Regions from separate parts of the Mus musculus genome. Here all the other regions are linked to region 2. A link is a contact called in public HiChIP or PLAC-seq data. All regions are on one chromosome and are shown on one strand. Each heading gives the region's core, a stretch centred on a gene start, on an enhancer-like site or on the middle of the called end of the contact. The rest is flanking DNA. Distances are from core to core; before and after follow the strand shown. Region 1 overlaps Nf2 (neurofibromin 2). Region 2 overlaps Lif (leukemia inhibitory factor). Region 3 holds the start of Nipsnap1 (nipsnap homolog 1).

Region 1 (4,891 bases), core at 1,315-3,814, 530 kb before region 2:
TAGTGGCACAAACTTTTTATCCCAGCACTCAGGAGGCAGAGGTAGGTGTTCTCTGTGAGTTGAGGCCAACCTGGTCTATAGAACGAATTCCAGGACAGCCAGGGCTACACAGAGAAACCCTGTCTCAAATAAAATAAAACACTAAAATGTATAGTTTGTTTTAAGTATTCCCTTGGTAGTTTCAGCTATTGATCATCTCTGTGTTAGGCGCCCTACCCCAGTCCTTCAAATCAGCTTCCTGCTATATTTTTTTCTTCAGATTTATTTTGTGTATATGGCTATTTTTCCTACATGTATGTCTGTGTACCATGTGCATGCAAGGTGACTGAGGAGGCCGGAAGAGGGCACTGGAACTGAATGGTTGTGGGACTCTGGTGGGTGCTAGGAATTACTAGGCCCTCATGAAGAGCAGTCAGTGCTCTTAACACTGAGCCATCTCTCTAGCTCCTGTATCTTTATTTTTTGTTTATACCCACCAAATAGACAGATTTTGAGTATACTACTTGATTATTTACCACAAAATGGTAAGTAAGAACTAGACGATGACTCAGAGATACCTATTTCACCAATTTCTTTCTTTTTCTTTTTGAGTCATTATCTAGAGCTGACTATGTGTTCTCCAGGCTGGCCCTCACCCACGGAAATCTACCTGCCTCTGCTCAGTGCTGGCATTAAAAGCTTGTGTAACCGTGCCCAGCCCAGTTCCCCCAATTTCTAATTAGTGCTCACATCGATTAGTTTTGCCCTCCCTTACTGTCCATTGTTATATTACTATTTTGTAGCACTGAGGATGAAATACAAGGTCTCTCACATGCTAGGCAAGTAACTATTCTGCCACTGAGCTGCACCCATAAGCCACCATCAACCATTTTTAAACTTTAGATAAATAAAACCAATTTCTATTTTTAGTGCCACCTTTTCCTCAAGATCATCTTGTGAGATTTGAGTGCATGGCGTGTAGTGATATTTTCCCTCATTTTCATGACTGTGCAGAATTCCAGTATATTACTATAACAGATTATTTATCCCTTCTACTGTTGAAAGACTCCTAGGTTGTTGGGTTGTTTCTTGGTTTTTGCTGTTATAGGTAATGTTGAATAGTTTCCCAAAGTAATTGAATCACTTTGCATCAGCAGTGTATGTGATTTCTGGTTCTTCCGCCTGCCTGCCAACACTTGGCATTCTCTCAGGGTGAATTTTTAAATCCATTCGAGAGTGTTTCGAGATGAGAGAGAGGACAAGAACAAGGTCACAGGGAAGCTTGAGTTAAATACTTCAGTACTTTTACCTCTCAGGGAGTTTTCTGCAAGTCACTGCTGCATCCAGAGCTTGCTTTAAGCTCGACTTACAACACAGAAGCATTCACCTACTGGCCTGGGTTTTATGGCTCAGATAGTTCTTGCCTTAATCTTCAGCAGTAACCCAAGAGATAAAACCAGGAAAGTGGGTGTTGTCAGCTTCTAGAGAGGCCCCTTCATTACTGAAGCTCTAGGTTAAGGAAGTACACAGAGACAGGCAGTGACTTCGTGCATTTGAGGTCGGAAAGAATGAATGCACTGTGGCTTTGTTTTTTCTTTCTGCCAATGCCGGGGATGGAACCTAGAGCTTTGCGCATGCGGAGTGAGTGCTTTGCTGCTGAGCTACACTCCCAGCCCCCACGTTCTTTTTTTTAAATCACTTGAGACAGATGTCACTATTTACCAAGGCCAGAGTGTGAAATTGAAGCCAAGAGTCAGTGTAATGAATCTGTTTTCTTATTTTCACGGGGATGGGAATCTCTGGGTTGAGAAAAGTGTTGCTGTGTCTGGTCTGTCTCATCTTCTGCAGGTCCCTTCTATCTCACCAGAGGCATGCTCAGAATATTTGACTTGGCAAGAGTCTGTCCTTCATCCTTGTCACTTAGCCCTAATAATGGTGTCTTCTATTCTCCTCACAGGGATGAAGCTGAAATGGAGTATTTGAAGATAGCTCAGGACCTGGAGATGTATGGTGTGAACTACTTTACAATCCGGGTGCGTTGACTCCTTCCCCAGTTCCCTGGCTCTCAGAAAGACTGAGTCGAGGCCACACAGGCAGATGGGTCACTTCCTCATCCCAGGGTGCTTAGAGTCTTTATGGTTCAGTAGTAAAGAAGAAACGGGAAGACAAGGTCGAGAGCCTGGTTTCATTTGGGGCTTCGAATTAGATCAGAAATAGATCAAATTAAGTGTCATTGGTACCCTGAGGGACTCAGGCCCGGTTCTCTTCTTAGCAGAGACCTGTTGGAATGCTGGCCATGTAATGTTTGATTATTCCGGCCTCTTGGGAAATCCAAGGAGCACCTGGAAATAATGTCTTTCCCCGGGGCCCACTGCTCTTAGAGATTCCTAATTTGTTTGGGTGGAACTCTTGTTCTCACTGTGAGGCTAATTAGTTTTCTATTCAGACCATTAATGGTCTGCAGGCCTCCGGGAACCATGCCTCTGCAGAGAAAGGCATTTGTGTTCTGTTCAGGTCTGGCCCTAGAGCGTGTTTCTCGCTCGTTGGGGGATTTGGCTGCTGGCTGCGGTATTCATGGCTTCCTCCAGAGGAGCACATGCCAAGTACCGGGCTTTTCCTCACTGCTGGGTGGCGGGTGCCAGGAAGCTTGGCTACAGAGGAGTAGCCATTGAAGGTCAGCTGCAGCCATCCCCTGGACTATCCCACAAACTCTTTGCTTCCCCCTTTTGGGGTCCTACAGACAGCCTTTATGTTAACGTTGAGTAAATTGAATTAAGCATGATTTCAGTATTCTAGGATAGCTTTCTACTTAATTTGTTTCCTAAATGCAGGTTTTTGTGGATTTTTTTTTTTTTTTTTTTTTTTTGCATTAAAAATCAGGGCATAAGCCGGGTGTGGTGGTGCACGCCTTTAATCCCAGCACTTGGGAGGCAGAGGCAGGCAGATTTCTGAGTTCAAGGCCAGCCTGGTCTACAGAGTGAGTTCCAGGACAGCCAGGGCTACACAGAGAAACCCTGTCTCAAAAAAAACCCAAAAGGCTGGTGAGATGGCTCAGTAGCTAAGAACACTGACTGCTCTTCCAAAGGTCCTGAGTTCAGGAACCACATGGTGGCTCACAACCACCGGTAATGAGATCTGACGCCCTCTTCTGGTGTCTGAAGACAGCTACAGTGTACTTATGTATAACAATAAATAAACATCTTAAAAAAAACTTTAAAAACAAAACAAAAAACAAACAAACAAACAAAAAAACCAGGGCACACTGAAATGTACTACCACAATAAGCAAGGGCCTAAAAGATATTTTACTTGTAGCAGGACCTGAGTTCAAGTCCCAGCTCGTGGTTTGGGAGGCTCACAATTGCCTGACATTCCAGCTCCAGGGGATCTGAGGCCTGTGGATTCTGAGGGCACTTGCACTTATGTGCACAGACACAGAAATACGTAACTAAAAACCATCAAAATAAGAACAAATCTTTAAAAAAATAAGAATAAAAAAGAATGCAGAAGGTTGTTTCTCGTGTGTCATGAGGGCCAGTGAGATGGAGTAGTAGATAGGCAATTGCTGCCAGGCCTGACATGCTGAGTTCAGGTCATGGAATTCACACGGTGAAAGGAGAGAACTCTTGTTCTTACTGTACGGCACATGGTCCTATGATCTTCACATGTGTGCTGTGGCATAAGCATGCATTCACACAACACACACAAATTAGTAAGTATTAAATAATTAAAAGTTTTATTAGTTTGTGTTTGACATCTGTTTCTTTGAGGTTAGACTAATGCATTTCTGTGGTTTTGTCTCTTGCCCACCACCAACATTAATTGTTTAAAAGAAAAAAGCATTTGCAATCCTTAGAAAATGGATTTCTTGGGCTAGGCAGTGGTAACACACACTTTTAATCTGAGCACTCAGGAGGCAGAGGCAGGCAGATCTCTGTGAGTTGAAAAGTGAGTTTGAAGTCAGCCTGGTCTATAGAGTGAGTTCCAGGAGAGCCAGGACTAACACAGAAAAACCTCTCTGAAAACCAAAACAGAATTTCTTACAAATTTATTTTACTTAGAGGAGGAAAAAAATATATATTTGTATATTTTGTTGTATTTATTTGTTTATCTATGTTTGTGGTGGTGGGCAGAGGACAACATGCTAGAATTCTCTTCTACCAAGTGGGTCCTGGGGTCAGACTGAGGTCAAGTTATCGGGTATAAGCATGTTGATCCACTAAGCTATCTCAGCAGTCCAAAAACCAGCTTATTAAGGAATATTTCTACATTAATTAGATGAGCATTTACTAGTTTTTATATGTTTTTATGTTGAACAATAAAGTTAGTGACTTTATGTTAGACATCTTAAATTCTATTATTAACTAGAGATGAGAAATTATTAATACATTTTACTTTAACTGATAGATATTTGTACGTATTAATGGAGTACCATGTGATTAAAACAATTTCAGAGGTGTTATTTGTGCTACCATCTCTAATATCTAATAAAAGTGTGAGAGTCACAGCAGGAGAAGAGGGTGGAATCCTTTCTATCTTTATGTAAGCTGACTTAGCAGAAACATAAGGAAATACCTTGTTTTCCATAAGGGGCTGTTCAGATGTGAGGATTCAAGCCTCCCTCCTGTCAGCACATCAGCTTTAAACGCTTCTCAGACAAATAGACCACGCTCTGACTGGGTGGTAGTGCCTGCTTTCAGGTGTTAGAAGGAGCAGAGAGATTCCTCTTCAAGTGCTCACCTCCCCCCAACACCTGCTGTTAGATTGGTACTTCTGGTCACAGCCCAGGCACCATCTCAGTTTGCAGAGCTGCTCTCCTTCCCTTGAGTCTTGTCTCAATTTCCTTGTTGTCAGCGAGGGGTAGGGAGCTGTAGCTTCCTTGTGTGTGGGAGGAGTTTTGTTTCAGCTGCCTG
Region 2 (5,010 bases), core at 1,458-3,957:
TCACACAGTGATTGTCACAGTACTCTCAGTGTGACCTAATGGCCTTTAATAGTCCATTGTTCCATCAGGCCAGGCCAGGGCCTCTCCCAGAGGGCAGGCAGGTGGTGGATTCAACCCAAGAACCAAAGCCCTGGGTGAGAAACCAACCCCAGAGGCTGCCTTAGGTCCACACCCCTGCAGCTCCTGACTGTGCTTCTAAGCATCTTCAATCTGCTCTTCCCTGAACTGTAGATAAGGTTTAAGGATGGATAAGGGCCTGTTTGGGCGGGGCAGCACTCATCTGCCCGCAGGAGGAAAGGACACGTGGGCTTCCAGCAAGGGGATGTTCAGAACCTTTCCCGATGTTGGTCGCCAGGCCCAGGCCACTTTGCTGGGTTAGTGGGTGATGTCATGAGGGGCTGGTGAGGGTAGCCTTCCTCTCACTCCACATATCCACAGATGCCCAGGGAGTCTGGCTGGTTTTTGAAGCTGCAGCCTCTCATCACTGAGGCAAGACACTGGGACTCCACATTCCTCACCAGCTCCCTGCGAAGCCCATACTAAGCAGAGCTGGAGAAGTGGGAGGCAGTCAGTCCTATCCTGGCAGAGAGAAGATGAGATGCTGGCTGAAGATGCCTGCCCGATGATTCTGTAACCTCCTGCCTTGGACTTACCAATGCCTAAAAAGCTTTCCATCATTGGTATCTTCTCAGAAGGGTTAGCCATTGCCTCCAGGCAACAACCAAGATACACATTTGTGTACCAATTCATAGATGCAGAAACTCTGCTCTGCTTTCCATAATGAATCTCTCAGGGGGAGCCCAAGATTCAAACCCCAGAGCAAAGTACAGGAGATATTTAGGGGACCTACCAGACACATCTGTGTCTAACAGTTTGACCCCCATTGTTCCCCAAGGAATAGAGAAAGGGTGCTGTGGAGAAGGCATCTCTTTGTGGGAGGAAGCACTCCCTGAGAGCCATCGGTACCCCCCCCAAAAAAGCCTTGCAGAAATGCTGTCATGGCTGCTTAGTTAGCCCACTTAGGGCACAATGTCTCGTGTGATTCTGATAGGAGCCTCTGGACCAATGTTGATGCTGCTCCTGTGCCTGTGGACCCTTCCTGGGTGACGGAGCTCCAGACAGACGCCATTTCCAAATCCCTGAAACTCCACGCAGAGAGAACATGAGGGTTGGGAGCTGAGTGGGCCCACACCCATTGGGCTGGGGACTAGCTGGGGTCACCTCTCACTGGGAGGGGTGACCTCGACATTTTAGATTACTCTGGATATTCAGTTCCTCGCTCTGGGCTTCAGTTCTCTCCTCAGCTAACCGGGAACAAACTGGCTGTTGTGCTTAGTGAGATGTCACACCAGTACCCATGGAAGCCATCGGTCCCCTCTCTTAGTGGCACCTCATATTCTAAACACCACTCACTGTTATTTCTGGGCCCAAATACCACCCTCCTACCCCTCCTGGACCGATGGAGGAAATCTCATCTTCCAATCCTCCTATAGTCCCAACAGGAGGTTCCCCCACAAGCCCTCACCAAATCAATGCACTCCAGAAGGCTCAACAAGAATGAGTTCTTTATTATTTCATTTTTTCTTTAAAAAAAAAAGACACTCCTTCAGTATAAAAAATAAATATTTTAAATATGACATTGAATAAATAAAAATAATCTGTCAGTATGAAACATTCCCACAGGGTACATTCATCAAAGAGGAATTTGTCACCCAAGGCCAAGTCCCTTCCAAAGGAAAGGAAAGAGGGAGAGCAGCAGTGCAAAGGAGAGGCTGGGCTGGGACTGGGGAGTCATCCGAATGCAGACAGCCATATCATTTCCCTTCTGAAGCCGCTACCATGCAAGACTCCGGGGTCCTGGCCCACATACCATGTCTGCTCCAGAGAGCAGGCAAAGCAGAGCTGGGTTGCTTGAGTCGGGATCAAGGACACAGAAATAGACAAGAGTGGGGGGAGGGGGGCAGACCAGTAAACTCTCAGTGCTTTCAGGTTTGAAGTTTTAAATAATAAATAAAGGCCCCTTTGCTTCTCTCTGGATAAACTGCAAAATGCCCCATCCCTTTTTCTCTGGTCCAGACACACTACCTACTATGCTCGGTGGAAGTCAATGCTTCCAGGTGAAAGATGTCAGGTGAGCAACTACCTGCCCCTAAAGTCTGTTTTCCCCAAAGGCTCAATGGTTCTGGGATGCTGGGCAACTGATGGAGTAAGACGCAGGTAGGTGGTTGCGTTGGGGGGACGGGGGCGTGCACGGAGAGAGTCCATTGGTCCCTGAGCCTTCAAAGCTGCCAGGTGGGCGGAGCCCAGAGAGTCCAAGTCCATACAAATGTGAAGTGATGACAAAGCCCAACAGGCCCCAGGCTGTGGCATCATCTTGGCTTTTAGACAAATTGACTCTCAGCTTGGAGAAGGGCAGCCAGTCCTGAGATGAGCCTGACGCAGCAACAGGAGTACGGTGGAGTAACTTTGTCGCTGACACGCGTGGCCCCCACCATAGTCTCCTTGCTGCATCTATGGTTCCAGGCCTTTCCTAAGCCAGAGCTCCAGGGCCTGTCCACCTGCCGTCCAGGTAAAGTGCTTAGAGAGTGACAGAGAAAGGTGCAAAACCGCGTGAAGCAGAATCCCACTGCTGAACTGCTAAGGACCGCCCTGTTCAGAGCCTGAGAGGCAGGCAGCTAGCTCTGTAGTCAGCCACTGCCCCAGCTTGGCTGCCTTCCTCCCTACCCTGCTCCCAGATCGAGGGCGTTCCTCTGCTTGCCTGGCCTCAGCACAAAGGAGAGATCAGATCGGATTCCCTGCCTGGGAGCCCAGACATGGGCGGGAGTGGGAAGGCAGCGATGAAGCAAGGACCACAGCTTCCTGGTCTGTGTCCCAGGCGTCTCGGGCCTTGATCTCCCCTTCTCTGGCGCACTGGGCAGCTGTTCAGGCCCAGTTCAGGGCCTGCACTGCTCCAACCTCCTGTATTCACCCTCTGTGGGTGTTCGGGCCACCCGAGGAGCTTCCATGCTGGTCGAAAGCACGCTGGGTGCCGGGTCAGGATGTTTCAGCACTCCTCAGCTACGATTTGAGGAAGGAATCAGTTTTGCCCAAGGTTCCAGAGCCATTCACTTCATTATGAATGGTGCACCGCATAGCAGGAATCTAGGGGGTGCCAGAGAGCTCAGTGGGACAAAACAACAAGAAACTGTTCCACCCCCTTGGAGACCAGAGGGAGAAGGGGGGGGGGCGGGGAGAGAGAGAGAGAGACAGAGACAGAGAGAGACAAAGAGACAGAGACACAGAGACAGACAGAGACAGACTCGGAGAGACAGAGACAGAAGCAGAGAGACAAACTGGCCCAGCTTTTTCTGGGGGACCCTGACACCCTAAAAGTGAGTCACAGTGGGAGACAGAGGAGCTAGCCAGCTCTCTGATTTGACCCATGAGCTGCACCTGTAACAATCATGTGCCTCCAGACCAGGCCCCACTAGGTGGAGAGTCTCGGCCCCAGCTCCCATGGAAGGAGCCTCATACCATTTCGGGGAATTAACTTTGCCATTTAAAGCACCAATAAGTTAATATAAATAGGACATAGTAATAAATAGACAGCTGTGCTGGATCAAACACAGCACTCTGGGCCTCATCTTCCCTGAGACCCTGACCTCAAGTTCTGCTTCTCCATGCTCCAGGGACCCAAGACAGCCCTCTGGTCCCCTTCAAGTACCTTTGCGACCTCCGGGGCCTCAGACCCGACATTCTACTTTATGCTACCTGTCTGTCTGCTCAAGATCACCTGTTCTCAGGGGTTGAGAAGCAGATGAGAGCTGCAGTCGGCTACTGCCTCAGCAATGGCTGGCTGCCTTGCTCCTTCCCTGACTCCTAGACAGTTAGAGGTCCTTCCCCGGGAGGACTCTGGGAACCTGCCTTTGCAGCCTGCCTCTTCCTGCCTGCACACACCTCACCTCTAGGTCCAGCTGGCAGACCCCAACCACGCCAGGCTGTGGGGGGAACTGCATAGAAGCTAACCGAGTTCGTCAGGCTTTGACAACTGGAAGCTGGCCGCTGTGCTTCTGTGGGAGCCTGAACACTGGTGACCTAGACTCTTCCATCTGACAGTCTCTAAGCCTGAACTCTCTCATCCAACTCAAGAGAAGACACATTCCATCATTCCACCCCAGGGTACCCTTCCACCCACAAAACTTATAAAATAAAATAAAATAAAATAAAATAAAATAAAATAAAAGGATTCCTTCTGGATCCCAGTCCCCTTAGCTCTCTCACATCCCAACCAAGCCTTCCAAAGTTTCTCTGAGAGACAGCAAAGGACCAGATGATGGTGACTCTGTAGGGGTCTAGGACACTTCCCAGCCCTTTGCTGTCTGCTGTAGACAACTTGTGCAGCTTGTTCATACACCCAGCAAGCAAGGGGCTGAGTGAGTGAGTGAGTGAGTGAGTGAGAGTGAGTGAGTGAGTGAGTGAGACAGAAATCTCTCAGACCAACACCCTCATTGCCATTTCTAGCTGGTGCTGGGCTGTATAGAAGCTCTGCCTATGGAAGTTTCAACTTTGCCAGATTCCATCATGGCCCAGCCCAGAGTGCAGTGAGTACCTGGAAATCCCTGGGGTCTGCCAGCAGCCCCGTTTTGCATTTAACAATGTCCCAAACCCCAGCACATTTTGAGCCCCCTCCCCACCTCCGGATCCTGCTCCTGAGGTCCCTCAGTCCATGGTACATTCAAGACCTCCTCTCTAGAAGGCCTGGACCACCACACTTATGACTTGCTTGTATGTCCCCAGAAGCTGGCAACCCAACTTTTTCCTTTGGAAGGCTTCTTTGTCAGAGTGGTCGGGGACAGGTGGCACATCCACGTGGCCCACACGGTACTTGTTGCACAGACGGCAAAGCACATTGCTGAGGAGGCCCCTCATGACGTCTATAGTAGCATTGAGCTTGACCTGGAGGCTCACGGCAGTGGGGTTCAGGACCTTCTGGTCCCGGGTGATATTGGTCAGGGAGGCGCTCAGGTATGC
Region 3 (4,523 bases), core at 181-2,680, 600 kb before region 2:
TATCCTTTCTCACAATGACAGAAATTGTTTGAGGCATAAGCATGGTCTCTTTAATCCAATGAGGGCTGGAGATGTCATTGTTTACTTGGTGGAGAGAGCACTACATTAGCCTAGCATACCTAAACTCCTGAGTTCTCTTCCTAGCAATAGAAAACAAGGCTATCAGACACATCCTATTTTCTCCTCCTACCCAAGGTCATCCCTCCAGAAAAGGCTGAGTTTACAAGGTACACTCTAGGCTTTTTTCCCATTGTCGGCTTCTCTCTCATTACCCAGCACGGAAGTGAAGGGCACGCGTCCCAACTCTTCTATCCGTGCTTTCCTAATGTGCACAGCGATCTAACGGAACTCCATGGCCACATTCTTGGGCTGGGGCAGGAGTAACGCAGGTCCCTTTCCACAGGTGTGAGGGCAGGTGTTCCACTTCTTTAGCTAATGCTTTTTGCACAAACCCTGTCCTAAAACTTGTGAGGGTGTGGGGCTGGGGAAACAGGAGAGCAGGGTCAGAAGTGCTCCGGGTGATAGGTGCAGAGATGGGGGTAGCACCGGGCGTGGCATCGAGGAGGGAGGAGCAGCCCAGAGCCAGTCAGGGGAAGGAAGCCAAGCTCTCCAAAGCCAGAATTGAGCCTCTCTCCTAGGAGGCCACCAGCCGTGGTACAAAGTGCAGAGTGCATCGTAAGACCTGGGTCCTAACATCCAGAGCTGCCTCCACATGGCACGGACGCTGACCTTGAACAGCTCCCACCCCACTCTGTTGACCCACCTGTACAAAGCAGGGTGCGGAATCACTTTGGGAATTCCCACCGTACCCCCAGTCCTCCTCTCCTTCCAAAACTTTCTGCTGGCTCAGAAGACCCCAGCGCGTGCTAAACCACAAAGGCCAGGCAAAAGGCTGCCAATATCCTCTGCCTTCGTCCGGGATCCAGGGCTCAAAACCTGTCCCTCCCACTCACCTCATTTTTTATTCTCAGCCCAGATCCAGGTCCCAAACAGGACAAAGAACCTGCCCAGCTAGGCATGGTAGTGCACACCCTCACTATCTGGGAGGCAGAGGCAAGAAGATTCCGAGGTCGAATCACATGTAGTACGAACCTGTTTAAAAACCAAAACCATCCCCATACCTTTTCACCTTCCCCATTCTTTCTCAGCCTCAGGCCTACATCCTGGTAGCTCTCTGCCTCTAACCCCTCAATTCCAAATCCGAGAGTCTGTTTTTCATTCCAGCCCCCTCCCCTGCTCCTGTTCCGGGCACGCAGTCAGCCCCGTCGGCCTCTCACCGCACAGCACCCGCAGCCGCGAGGTCCCCAGCACGGGGTCTCGGCTTCGTGAATAGCCGCCGTGCCGCTGCAGAGATGATGCACAACCGCGGAGCCATGTTGGACCGGAGCAGGTTGGAGGAAAGCCACGCCTCAGCCCAGTGGCTGGGGGCAGGACTAGAGAAAACCACGCCCTCCCCTCGCCAGCTTCCCTTTCAAACACAAGCAGGTGGGAGTCCCCCAACTCTACAGTTGCACAGTCCATACCCACACCTCCGAGCTCTTGAAACTCTGCAGCTAACTAGTTCTGTTCTCTTCAACGACCTTTTCCCCTCTGTACCTGGGAATTCATCTCGATAATCGCAGGGTTGTATGTCCTGGACATTCTGAGGATAAACTAAAGACAGTCTTTATACCCCTAAAATTGTTCACAAACTATGTGAGTTCCCTTCCTCCTTGGGTGCTGGAGGTGGAGCCCAGGACCTCACACATGGCTTGGCAAATGTTCTGTCTACATCTTGTGTTCTTCTGTGTCAAGGCATCAACAGACAATATTTGTCTATTCAAAAGAACAAAATCTATAACAATTTTTAAAAGAGAGAGAGAGAGAGAGCCTGGGGGGGGTCCAGAAGCCTCAAATATCCTGGAACTGGAGTTTAAAGGAGATTTTGAGGCACTCTAATGGGTACTGGGATCCAAACTCAGGTCTCCTCCAAGAGCTTTTAAAGGCAGAACTGTCTCTTTAACCATTTAAAACAGATGGACAAGACTCTGAGCAAGCAGGATGCTCTTTCTCCAAAGCCCGAGTGTGATGGTGCACTTAAGAGGCTGAGACGAACTGGGCAGTGGTGGCGCATGCCTTTAATACCAGCACTCGGGAGACAGGCGGATTTCTGAGTTCGAGGCCAGCCTGGTCTACAAAGTGGGTTCCAGGACAGCCAGGGCTATACAGAGAAACCCTGTCTCGAAAAACAAAATAAAACAAAACAAAACAACAACAAAAAGAGACTACGGAATTAAAACAACAAACAAAAAACATTTTCTCTTCACTGTCTATTCACCTGGAGGCTCTATATTTGCTTTCTCAGCCCACACAGAGATGGATCCCTTCTGATCCCCTGGGGGACACAGGGACAGAGACACACCAACGGGGGAGTGGGGTGGGGGAGGATGCCAAGCCACCGACTGTAATTCGGTGCAGGGGATTTACAGCCGGTATAACTAACTTCCGGAGTGCTTCAAACTGTGAGTCTGGCAAGTTAGGTCTCATCTAAGATCTTGAGACAGCAAAGGTTGGCTGAACAAGTCCTATCTGTACTTCTTGGCAGCCAAGGCCTGGTGGAGCAGACAAATCACTCCAATCACTGCTGACTGAAACCTCCAAGGCAGAGATGTTAGCCATGCCCCGCCCCCTCCATCAGCTAGGCTACTGGCAAGTGAGCCCCAAGGATCTCCTTGTCTATGCTTCCCCAACATTGGGATTACAAGCAACCTCTCCTGCTGTGGTGCTGGGAATCGAACTAAGGTCTTTGGGCTTATACTAACGTGACCCAGTCCGTGGGTCAGACAACAGGGTGAGAGAGAGAGAGAGAGAGAGAGAGAGGGAGAGAGAGAGAGAGAGAGAGAGAGAGAGAGAGAGAGAGAGAGAGAGAGAGAACTGAGGGGGCAAGAGATGTGAAGAATGGAGTGGAGACAAGACAGCCTGTCTGATCAAGTCTCCAGTCTCCAGTCTCATTTATTGTAAGGCAGCTATGGGTATATATAAGCACAAGCTGGGGTGGGGTGCAGCTGGAGACACTTAACCACAAGTCCAGGATGTATAGGAGAAAAACAAGATGTTATCAGAGTGTGTTCAGCTGTGGTGGGCTTCTTGTAAAACCAGCCTGCTAGGAAAACCAGTCTCTTGTCAGGGTGGACAAGCACCACCTGTAGGTAAACAGCCCAAGATGGCTGCAGAGATGGTAGCCGCTTTCTGCTAGGAGTCGGCTTCCAACACTAACTGAGCTATCCTCAACCCAGCCATTTAAATTTCAACTATGTGGGAGTTTGGATGGGAACGACCATCTTAGGCTCACATATGTTTGAATATTTGGTGTCCAGCTGGTGGAGCTATCTGGGAAGGACTAGAAGCGTGGCCTTGGTTGAAGAGCTATGTCATTATGTGCAGGTTTTGAGGTTTCAAACACCCACAGCCATTTCTATCACCTCTCCTGTGGATCAAGATGTGATCTCTCAGTTACTGCTCCAGCACTGCGCCTGTCTTATCTGCTGCCATGCCTCCTGCTATCATGGTCATGAACTCTAAGCCTCTGGAACATATGTAAGCCCACAACAAACTCTACAAATATTGCCTTAATCATGGGTTTTATCACAGCAATAGAAAAGCACCTGAGATAAACTGTGATTCTTTTTCCCCCTTTTTTATTTAATTTTGTGTGTATGTGTGCATGCAGGAATGTATGTATGTGTACCACATCTATGTAGTGCCCAAGGAGGTGAGAAGAGGCACCATGTAGTCTGGAAGTTACAGATGGTTGTGAGCCAGGATGAGGGCGCTGGAAACCAAACGCAGGTCCTCTGCAAGAGCAGCCAATGCACTTAATGCTGACCCATCTCTCCAGCCCTTCCTTTGAGTTTTTGTTTTGTTTTGTTTTGTTTTGTTTGTTTTTGTTTTTGGCTTTTTCCAGACAGGGTTTCTCTGTATAGCCCTGGCTGCCCTCGAACTCACTCTGTAGACCAGGCTGGCCTCAAACTCAGAAATACCCCTGCCTCTGCCTCCCAAATGCTGGGACTAAAGGCGTGCGCCACCACTGCCCAGCAAATGTGTAGCCCAGGCTGGCTTCGAACTCGTGATCCTCCTGCCTCTGCCTCTGCCTCTGCCTCTGCCTCTGCCTCTGCCTCTGCCTCTGCCTCTGCCTCTGCCTCTGCCTCTGCCTCTGCCTCTGCCTCTGCCTCTGCCTCTGCCTCTGCTGCCCTTTGAGTTTTCTTAAGATGCTACTATGAACACACATTATTTTGTATGATTTATTTACAAAGGAAACTGTGTATCAACATGATAAACAGAACCAGAATCAGTTGTCCCAGCAGGTGGAAACATGGAAATAAATGCAGTGTTGAGGACTGTAGCCCAGTCAGCAGGCTGCCAGCCTGTAGCTCCTGCTCTGTGAGAGCAAAGTGGAGCACACAAAGGGTAACAGAGACACTACAGGACGTTAGAAGTCAGTGTGGCCGGGCATGGTGGCACACGCCTTTAATCCCAGCACTTGG

The links. HiChIP or PLAC-seq counts read pairs in DNA pulled down with a chosen protein or histone mark.
Region 1: a contact with region 2 is called in an H3K27ac HiChIP or PLAC-seq map of embryonic stem cells, with 4 times the contacts expected there. The contact joins two enhancer-like sites. A contact is called at or near these places in 6 of 39 promoter capture datasets (3T3-L1-derived adipocytes, the C10 cell line, the SN4741 cell line and 3 more), 4 of 484 Hi-C or Micro-C datasets (the CH12 cell line, bone marrow-derived macrophages, cerebellum and 1 more), 8 of 115 datasets of contacts at active chromatin or transcription factors (astrocytes, embryonic basal ganglia, embryonic forebrain and 3 more) and 1 of 9 other capture datasets (embryonic stem cells).
Region 3: an H3K27ac HiChIP or PLAC-seq map of extraembryonic endoderm stem cells shows a contact between it and region 2, with 6 times the contacts expected there. The contact joins the promoter of Nipsnap1 here to the enhancer-like site in region 2. A contact is called at or near these places in 5 of 39 promoter capture datasets (the C10 cell line, embryonic stem cells, frontonasal cranial neural crest and 2 more), 2 of 15 datasets of contacts at CTCF or cohesin (large pre-B cells and stem cell-derived epiblast-like cells), 8 of 484 Hi-C or Micro-C datasets (the G1E-ER4 cell line, cerebellum, embryonic fibroblasts and 5 more), 12 of 115 datasets of contacts at active chromatin or transcription factors (the 230-238 cell line, embryonic basal ganglia, embryonic forebrain and 7 more) and 2 of 9 other capture datasets (macrophages and pancreatic islet).

What each region holds. Positions count from the first base shown.
Region 1 is chr11:4,800,799-4,805,689 of GRCm38.p6, reverse strand. Nf2 (neurofibromin 2) reads left to right here. Exons shown (of 17, transcript NM_001252250.1): 7 at 1,937-2,012. Among named protein-coding and RNA genes, the nearest start is that of Nf2, 46 kb to the left of the region's middle. Within about 2 kb of position 2,564, at least 95 of the 459 cell types and tissues checked have an H3K27ac peak or open chromatin away from gene starts, as enhancers often do. A contact at or near this core is called in embryonic stem cells, where this site is marked.
Region 2 is chr11:4,269,053-4,274,062 of GRCm38.p6, reverse strand. Lif (leukemia inhibitory factor) reads right to left here. Exons shown (of 4, transcript NM_008501.2): 4 at 1,549-5,010. The coding sequence ends at 4,729. Among named protein-coding and RNA genes, the nearest start is that of Gm11958, 14 kb to the left of the region's middle. Within about 2 kb of position 2,707, at least 77 of the 459 cell types and tissues checked have an H3K27ac peak or open chromatin away from gene starts, as enhancers often do. A contact at or near this core is called in embryonic fibroblasts, embryonic stem cells, extraembryonic endoderm stem cells and 2 more, where this site is marked.
Region 3 is chr11:4,870,858-4,875,380 of GRCm38.p6, reverse strand. It overlaps Nipsnap1 (nipsnap homolog 1), which reads right to left and starts at 1,430. Exons shown (of 10, transcript NM_008698.3): 1 at 1,278-1,430. The coding sequence starts at 1,375.